Regions from separate parts of the Mus musculus genome. Here region 2 is linked to region 1. The links are chromatin contacts, called in public Hi-C maps. All regions are on one chromosome and are shown on one strand. The core of a region is the stretch at or near the end of the contact, and the rest is flanking DNA. Distances in the headings are between cores, read along the strand shown. Region 1 overlaps Rad51b (RAD51 paralog B). Region 2 overlaps 4933435C09Rik (a long non-coding RNA gene).

Region 1 (3,567 bases), core at 527-3,026:
GGACACACAGGTTGAAGATTAAAGAAGGGTGTTTGCTTACAGGAGAACTGCGGTACAAGCATTAAAAGAAAGGGTGAGAGAGGTCAAGGGCAAGACAAAGGCCAGGTGCTCGTCCCTGGGGGCGGGGGGAGGTCTGCCTCCCTTTCTACCATTTATACGTTGCTTGTGCTTTAGGACACGTCTTCATTTCCAAGCCTAGTTCCCCATCTGTAAGCCGAGGGCCATGGTGCACACTTGCCAGTGCTATTGAGAAAAACCATCTCATAGTATATTATAGGGGTGATGCTCCCACAAACCCTCCCTGTCTGAGGCAAAATTGGCAGATGTTATTGTTGAAGCCACTGTTTCTTGGGGACAGCAATGGAAAGCACAAAGGTTAGAGTAGAAATGACGGGGAAGAAAGTTGCAGTGCTCTCTGATTCTGATGCCAGATGCTCTAGAGTTTCTACACTTGGGCACCATCCTTCTCTCCAATTCTCTAGCCTGGTGGTTCTCAACCTCCCTAATGCTGCAACCCTTAAATACATACATGCTATGGTGACCCTCCCCACCACACCATAAAATTATTTTTGTTGCTACTTCATAACTGTAATTTTGCTACTGCTATGAATCATAATGTAAGTTTTTTGGAGACAGGTTTGCCAAGGGGGTCGTGGCCCACAGGTTACTCCCCAGTCTAACATGGCATCTGTCTCTGTCTGCTCTATGCACTTGATAGAACGGATGATCCCAGTTTCAGAGAAGCCAAGCACCTTCTCTACCCTTGTCTATGAGTCAAGGGATGTCACAATTTCAGGTGTATTTGATATTGTCTGAAAATGGCCTAGGCCCGTATGGTGGCTTGAATATGTTTGGCCCAGGGAGTGGCACTATTAGGAGGTATGGCCTTGTTGGAGGAAGTGTGTCACTGTGGGGGTGGGCTTTGAGACCTTCCTCCTAACTAACTGCCTTTGGAACAAGATGTAGAACTCTCAGCTCCTCTGGTATTATCTCTGCCTGCATGCTCACTGCCTGCCTTGAATGTTGTCCTTTATAAGAGTTGCCTTGGTCATAGTGTCTCTTCACAGCAATTTAATCCTAACTAAGACAGCCCATTATAACTTAAAGTGGGTAATTAAGAAGGCTAACTTCATTTATTTAGACATATTTATAGAATTTGAGCCTAAAGTTGGGGAGTGATAAGAACCACAATCACTAACAATTCTGCCACTGAAATTCTTTATGTATGAGACAGGGAGGTGGGGGTGACGGTACTTACCTTACAAGGTGTGGTGGTTAGGTTAGATGGGTTATCTACGTCACTGTAGTACCTCACAAATGTCTAAATACTCAGTACCCATTAGCTATTGTTGTTAAGCATTATGGCACTAGAGAACACTAATTTAATCAGCTTATTGATCTTTTCCAAATGAGAGATCCATTCCCTCTGAAGGAGGGGAATTTTAAAGGGATCTATCTACCCAGTCTTCTAGGTAGAGCAGTATGTTACTGAAAAGAGAACTCTGTAGTCTCTGGCCCCAACTTGTCCCTTTGTGGTAGGCCTTGTGGACCATCCTCTGAGGCTACAAGTAGAGTATGCCAGTGGGAACACACCATTGCCCGCCTTTGCTATGCCTCTGAGCTCCAGAAGGAGTTCTTTGCCCAGCTCTGGACTTCATAAACAGCCATGAGAAGAGAAATTAGCCAAAGTTCAATTGCGTATCAAAGAAACCCACAGAGCCAGAGAGCTCTCCCAGGACCCACACAGCTGCTTTGTCTACTGCCAAGCCATGGCCCTAATGCATGGATACGCCTGTCAGCCAAGAGCCAAAGCCACAAAGCTCTACCAGCCCAGTTAGCCCTGGCATTCTGATATACCAAGGGATCTATTATTTGGGCTGTTGTCTCATTGTCAAGAGTAAAGATAGAAATACCAACCCCATCTGTAAGCCAGTGTACTAAAACCACTACCACTATCCTCCCAAGTTACCCTACCCCTTACTGTGAGAACGGGCCTATTGCCTTGTGTGATAAAATGGGAAAAAATGCCAGTTTTCCCCACTGGTTAGCTGTGGTCTGATTTCTTTGTGGTCAGTCTTTCCTATGAGCCTGACTTGGATGGGCCAGTTTCTATGTCCAAGTGCACATACTTGGATCCTATGCCAGGGTCCCACGAGAGGCATGGGTCTATCTCAATTTGTCTCTAAAGGGAAATCGTCCTATGGTTCAAATGTGTTTTCTACCTCAGAGTATAGCAGAGGGGTTCACAGCTCTATCTATCAGTGATACTTGTTTCTTCAAATGGTTACCCCAGACTCGGTGGCTACAACTGTCCCTTCTAAAAAGCGAGATGTTTTGTACTCCAAATGTGTCTCTACTTGGAATTCTGAAGTTACAGATAGCAGCTTGTCAACTCTGGAGAAGTTTATTTCATCTAAGCCAACCAATGTTTATTGGACATGTAGTCTGTGTCAAGCACTGAGCTGGAATTCTGCTTAAGAGCCAGAGGCAATGGGAGCCAGAGGCAATGGGAGCCAGAGGACTGTACTTTTTTTGGTGGTGGTTGACAAGAATGTTGGGTACAGAATCTCTAAGGCTAGGCCATAGGGTCAGCGCTGAAAAGTTCTATGAAAGACCACATACTGCAAAGTCTCAATCAGATCATAAAATTATCAATAAAGGGTAAATTATGAATATCTGTGGATTTCTAGGATGCTCAAACTCCATCCCATTAAAAGCACATTTGTTTTTAGAAGCACAGAACTTAAAAATCAATTTTAAGTAAAAAAATTTTTTTTGACATGGAAATGTAATCTATCTTTACAAAGTGATTTATCTAAAATTTTGGCAGAAATTACTGTACCGAACCCTAAATTTGGCCACAGTGGAGACTGATTCCTCAGAATTCCCACTTTGTGACCACCCTGCCATCTAATAAAAAAACCTATGCCATGTTTTGGATCTGAGCATTTGAAAACAGAAAGAAATGCGACAGGTCAAAATTCCACAGTCCCTAGCATTCTGATTACTTGCAAATCCATACAAGGTTCGTGTATCTCTCTCCTCTCATTCTGTCGGTCTCTGAGTGTCTGCCCGTCACCAAGTGGTGAAAACTTAAAGGCTATGCTGGTGCGTCCGGCATGTGGAAAACCACTCCCTGGTTCTCTCTGCCCCGAGACATCCAGAGGCTCGTGAAGATGCTCTTAGACACCCAAACAGACTAATCTGTCCACCCGTGCACGTACCCAACACCATTAAACACTCCTTTGAAAAACTGCGTGCTTTGCACAGACTTGCTGGGAAGCCACAGGCTGAGTTCTCAGTCACTAGCCAAGGAGAGATGGGATCCAGCCCATCCCTTAGACCACAGGAAAAAAAAACGCTTTCCACCACAGAGCTGGCTGCAAAATGTATTCTTTTTGTAGGAAACAAAATGTTTCCAGCCTTGGGCTTTTTTTTTTTTTTCTTTTCTTTTCTTTTTTTTTTTTTTTTTTTTTTGTCCTTTCATTGCTATTGAGTAGGAAAGGCAAAGGCTCAAGCAAGAGGCCAAGTAAACATCTGGGAAAACCAAAACCAGGTTCCTCTGCT
Region 2 (3,614 bases), core at 251-2,750, 160 kb before region 1:
ATGACTGCCTTTTGCCAGCTGTGCTGTGATCAGAACTGAGTTCCCTGGTCCTCCTGCCCTTCCTTCTTTCCTCCTTCCCTTCCTTCTTTCCTCCCTTCTTTTTTTTTTTTTACCTCTTCCTTTTCTTCTTCTTTCTATCTCAGCTTCCCCTCACCCCAGCCCAATTTTGGTAAAATATAAATAACTTAAAATAGATGATTTGGGGCTGTGTGTGTGCACATATGTATATATGGTATATGAATGATACATGTATGTATTATGTATGTATGTGTATGACGTATGTATTGCGTGTATGTGTATGATGTATCCATGTATGTATGATGAATGCATGTATGTGGACAGGGAACAACCTTGGGTGCTGTTTCTCAGGAGCCATCGCCCTGCTTGAGAAGTCTTACTGGTGTGGAACTCATCGGTAGCCTAGGCTAGGGAGCCCTAGGGATTTCCCTGCTTCTCTCTTCTAGGAGCTGATATTACAAGCACAAGCCACTGAGCCTGACTTTTTTAACTTGAGTTTTGGGGGTCTGATCTCAGGTCTTCACGCTTACATTAGCAGTGCTTTACCAAATGAGCCATCTCCTTGGCCTGTATTCCAGCCAATTTAAAACATGCAATTCTGTGGCCTTAAGTACATTCACACCTATTTGTAACCAACACCACCATCTGTCTCCAAAACTTTTTCATCTTGAAAAACATGAAACTCTGTTCCCACAAACCGATGATTTTCTCCCAACACGTAGCAGCCACAATTATACTTCCTATTTATGAATTTAATTAAGATACATACCTCTTATAAGAGGAGCCACATGACATCGGTGCTTTTCTCCCTCTCTCTCCACAACTGCAATCAAAGGGTCACATATCCCCTAGGCAAGTAAGTGCTCTACCACAGGACTCTATAATACATATTATATCACATGCACTATGTATATTATATAGTACTATCATACTATTGAAGCATACGCATGTGAATATATGTGTACTTTCCCCCACCCCCTTTTCACTTCTGCTAAATTGTCCAGGCTAGCTTTGAACTTGAGATTGTCCTGCCTCAGTCTCTTGAGCAGGTCTAGAGACCTGTGCTGCCAGGCCTGGCCTGCTTGCTTTTCTTGACAGCAAGGAGTCATGTGGCCCTGGAGCTGACCCCTCCAGGAACTTGATATGTTAACCAGGCCAGGAGGAGGGATAGGAGAGTCTCAAACACACACACACACACACACACACACACACACACACACACACACACACACAGAGAGAGAGAGAGAGAGAGAGAGAGAGAGAGAGAGAGAGCGCCCCAGACAGAGTCAGGAAGACTTTCTGTGCCCTGATGACAGCTGGAAATTCTTTCTGCTCTTCTGTGAGTCGAGTGCTACAAACAGGGGACTTTTCAAGCCCAATTCCAAACACAGGAATTCTTCCCTCGTCAGACTGTCTCCTGGGCCCCATTGAGCCAGCTGGCCTTCCCACGCAAGCCGATGCACTCAGCTGTGACTGCCCGTTCCCGGGTCAGCCTGCTCCAGCTCACCCTTGACGGAGAACACCGGCTCCCTGACAGCTTCGGCTGCTTTCTGTTCCAAGTTGCACAGAGCATCATGAAGACTTTTTTTCAAAACGTGTAGGTCAGCCACTCACAGCAGTTCCTGCGGCCTCGACTGCCATGATCTTTTTATTTATTTGGCCTGTTCTTTGGCATTCGTGACAGGGTCTGAGCCTCATACAGATCCTTCTGGCTTTTGTGGATGTGAATATACCAACTTCTTCCTCCTCAAAAAGAACATAGTGCATTGGATTTGGGATAAGAGTAGAGCTAGACTGGAATCAGGGAGACTAAGAAACAGAGGTGGGGTCCAGGGGGCCCTGGGATGTCCTATGTCAAATCTGATGGCGGGAGGCTGAGAGTGAGCTGCACTGTGCATCACCAAGGCATGAGGACACGTGGACCCCTCCCTCCAGTGACAAAATTTAGCTTTTTTTCAAATTTGTATGTGAGACTACAGTGCCGACTGTCACAGTCAGGCTGTATCCCCTTCCCTTTTGCTAAAGCCATGGACTGATGTGGCCTCCGTCTCTGTCTCACTCCCCGCCCTGCCCCACAGTCTCTCCAGGAGTTACACAGTTCTGTAAGCTCCAGAGATTCTCTCCATTGAAGATTGTGCCAATAGGAGAAACTTTGTCTGCAGGAGACCCAGCTAGAGGGGACGGAATGTAGAGGGAGCAGCAAGACTTGGAGGGGCAGAGGAAGGCCTAGAGAACAGGAAAGAGGTTATCCACCACAGAGCCTGTAAGACAGTAGCCTCCGATGCTGAAAGTCAGATGTAAGCAATCGCCCTAGAGGTTCCGAGAACAGAATGACACGTTCTCAGAGGTAACTGGGAAAGAGACTGAGCCCCAGCTGCATGTCCAAGGTCTCTCTGTTCTGACTCCAGTCCACCCAGTTGGTAGGAGGACGGTCCTAAGTGACGTCAGTATACCTACAGAGGGCACATGCAAGACTTTGGGCCACTGAGTCAGGGATTCCTTAATTTTCTGGGTACTGAATCAGGGATTAGAAGCCTGGGGCTATCTTACTCCCTGACTCTGTCCTCAGTTTTGGCAACGGAGAACTTTGGCTAAATCTGAGAACAAGATCCAATTCAAACGCAACTGGCTTTAGTTAAATATGTATGGTATACATATGACATTAAGAACGGTTCTCTGGTCAGCCAGGGCTGTGCACGCAGGGAGATGAGGCCGGCTCAGATGTTGCTCTCCTTGGGGATGAAGGAGGGGAGCTGTTCTTTTGGAGGTCTGCAGGTTTCTTGGAAGAGCAAGGCTTTGAGCAAGACTGGGAAATACAATGTAGCAAACAAGGAAGAGAGGTGTCAAAATGGCAGACAAAATGGGTGAGCAGAAAACTGTGTATGTGAGGGCTTGGCTAGCTCTGTAAGTGGGGAGTAGGTGGCTAGAGTCTAGACTCAGGTCCTGAGCCAACGGCTGCAGGCAACAGGTGGCAAGAATCAGGCTGGCAGCAAGGCAAGGCCCTGACCCTGGCTAGGGAACCACATACACTATGGAGTCCTCCTTAGTTTCTAAAGGGAAGATGGGTTGCTGCGAAGGACCCTGTGTCCACAGATAAATAGACCGTAAGAGAAAAAACTCAGAGGCCGAGAGAAAAGTCTGGGAGAGAAAAGACTGAGGGCTTTAATTTAGATAACATTAGAATATGAAGGTATATATACATATATGCATATACACATATAAAAATATACATATACAATATATAAGCACACATGTATATGTATACATATATGTATGTATACATATGTGTACATGTACATATATTATATGCATATATTATATAATGTATATGTATATATACATATATGTGTATATATTCCGAATTAGATTGCTTGGGTTTGTGGAAGCTAATACTAACTTCAAGGGGCAGATTTCAGCCTTGCCAGTGGGGAGGCTGGAGAGCTAGTGTGGTCAAGCAGTCTCAAGAAGAGACATGAGTCTGAGAGATGTTTGATTTGGTTTCCTGCAGTTCTCCATGGTGTCTGTGGAGATGCGGCCAGCAGTAGTGGGAGTTTCAGTAGAATTGTGGGAATTTCAGTAGCTAGAGATGGAGGTTC

What was found. Hi-C and Micro-C count contacts between places; a contact is called where the count stands out from the background.
Region 2: a contact with region 1 is called in a Hi-C map of muscle stem cells, with 1.8 times the contacts expected there. The contact joins two enhancer-like sites. A contact is called at or near these places in 2 of 484 Hi-C or Micro-C datasets (embryonic fibroblasts and muscle stem cells), 1 of 115 datasets of contacts at active chromatin or transcription factors (cardiomyocytes) and 2 of 9 other capture datasets (embryonic stem cells and embryonic trunk).

The regions. Positions count from the first base shown.
Region 1 is chr12:79,784,105-79,787,671 of GRCm38.p6, reverse strand. All of the region lies in intron 9 of Rad51b (RAD51 paralog B), which reads right to left. Among named protein-coding and RNA genes, the nearest start is that of Gm36048, 13 kb to the left of the region's middle. Within about 2 kb of position 1,776, at least 8 of the 459 cell types and tissues checked have an H3K27ac peak or open chromatin away from gene starts, as enhancers often do. A contact at or near this core is called in muscle stem cells, where this site is marked.
Region 2 is chr12:79,947,142-79,950,755 of GRCm38.p6, reverse strand. 4933435C09Rik (a long non-coding RNA gene) reads right to left here. Exons shown (of 3, transcript XR_381736.3): 3 at 1,265-1,764. Among named protein-coding and RNA genes, the nearest start is that of 4933435C09Rik, 12 kb to the right of the region's middle. Within about 2 kb of position 1,500, at least 74 of the 459 cell types and tissues checked have an H3K27ac peak or open chromatin away from gene starts, as enhancers often do. A contact at or near this core is called in muscle stem cells, where this site is marked.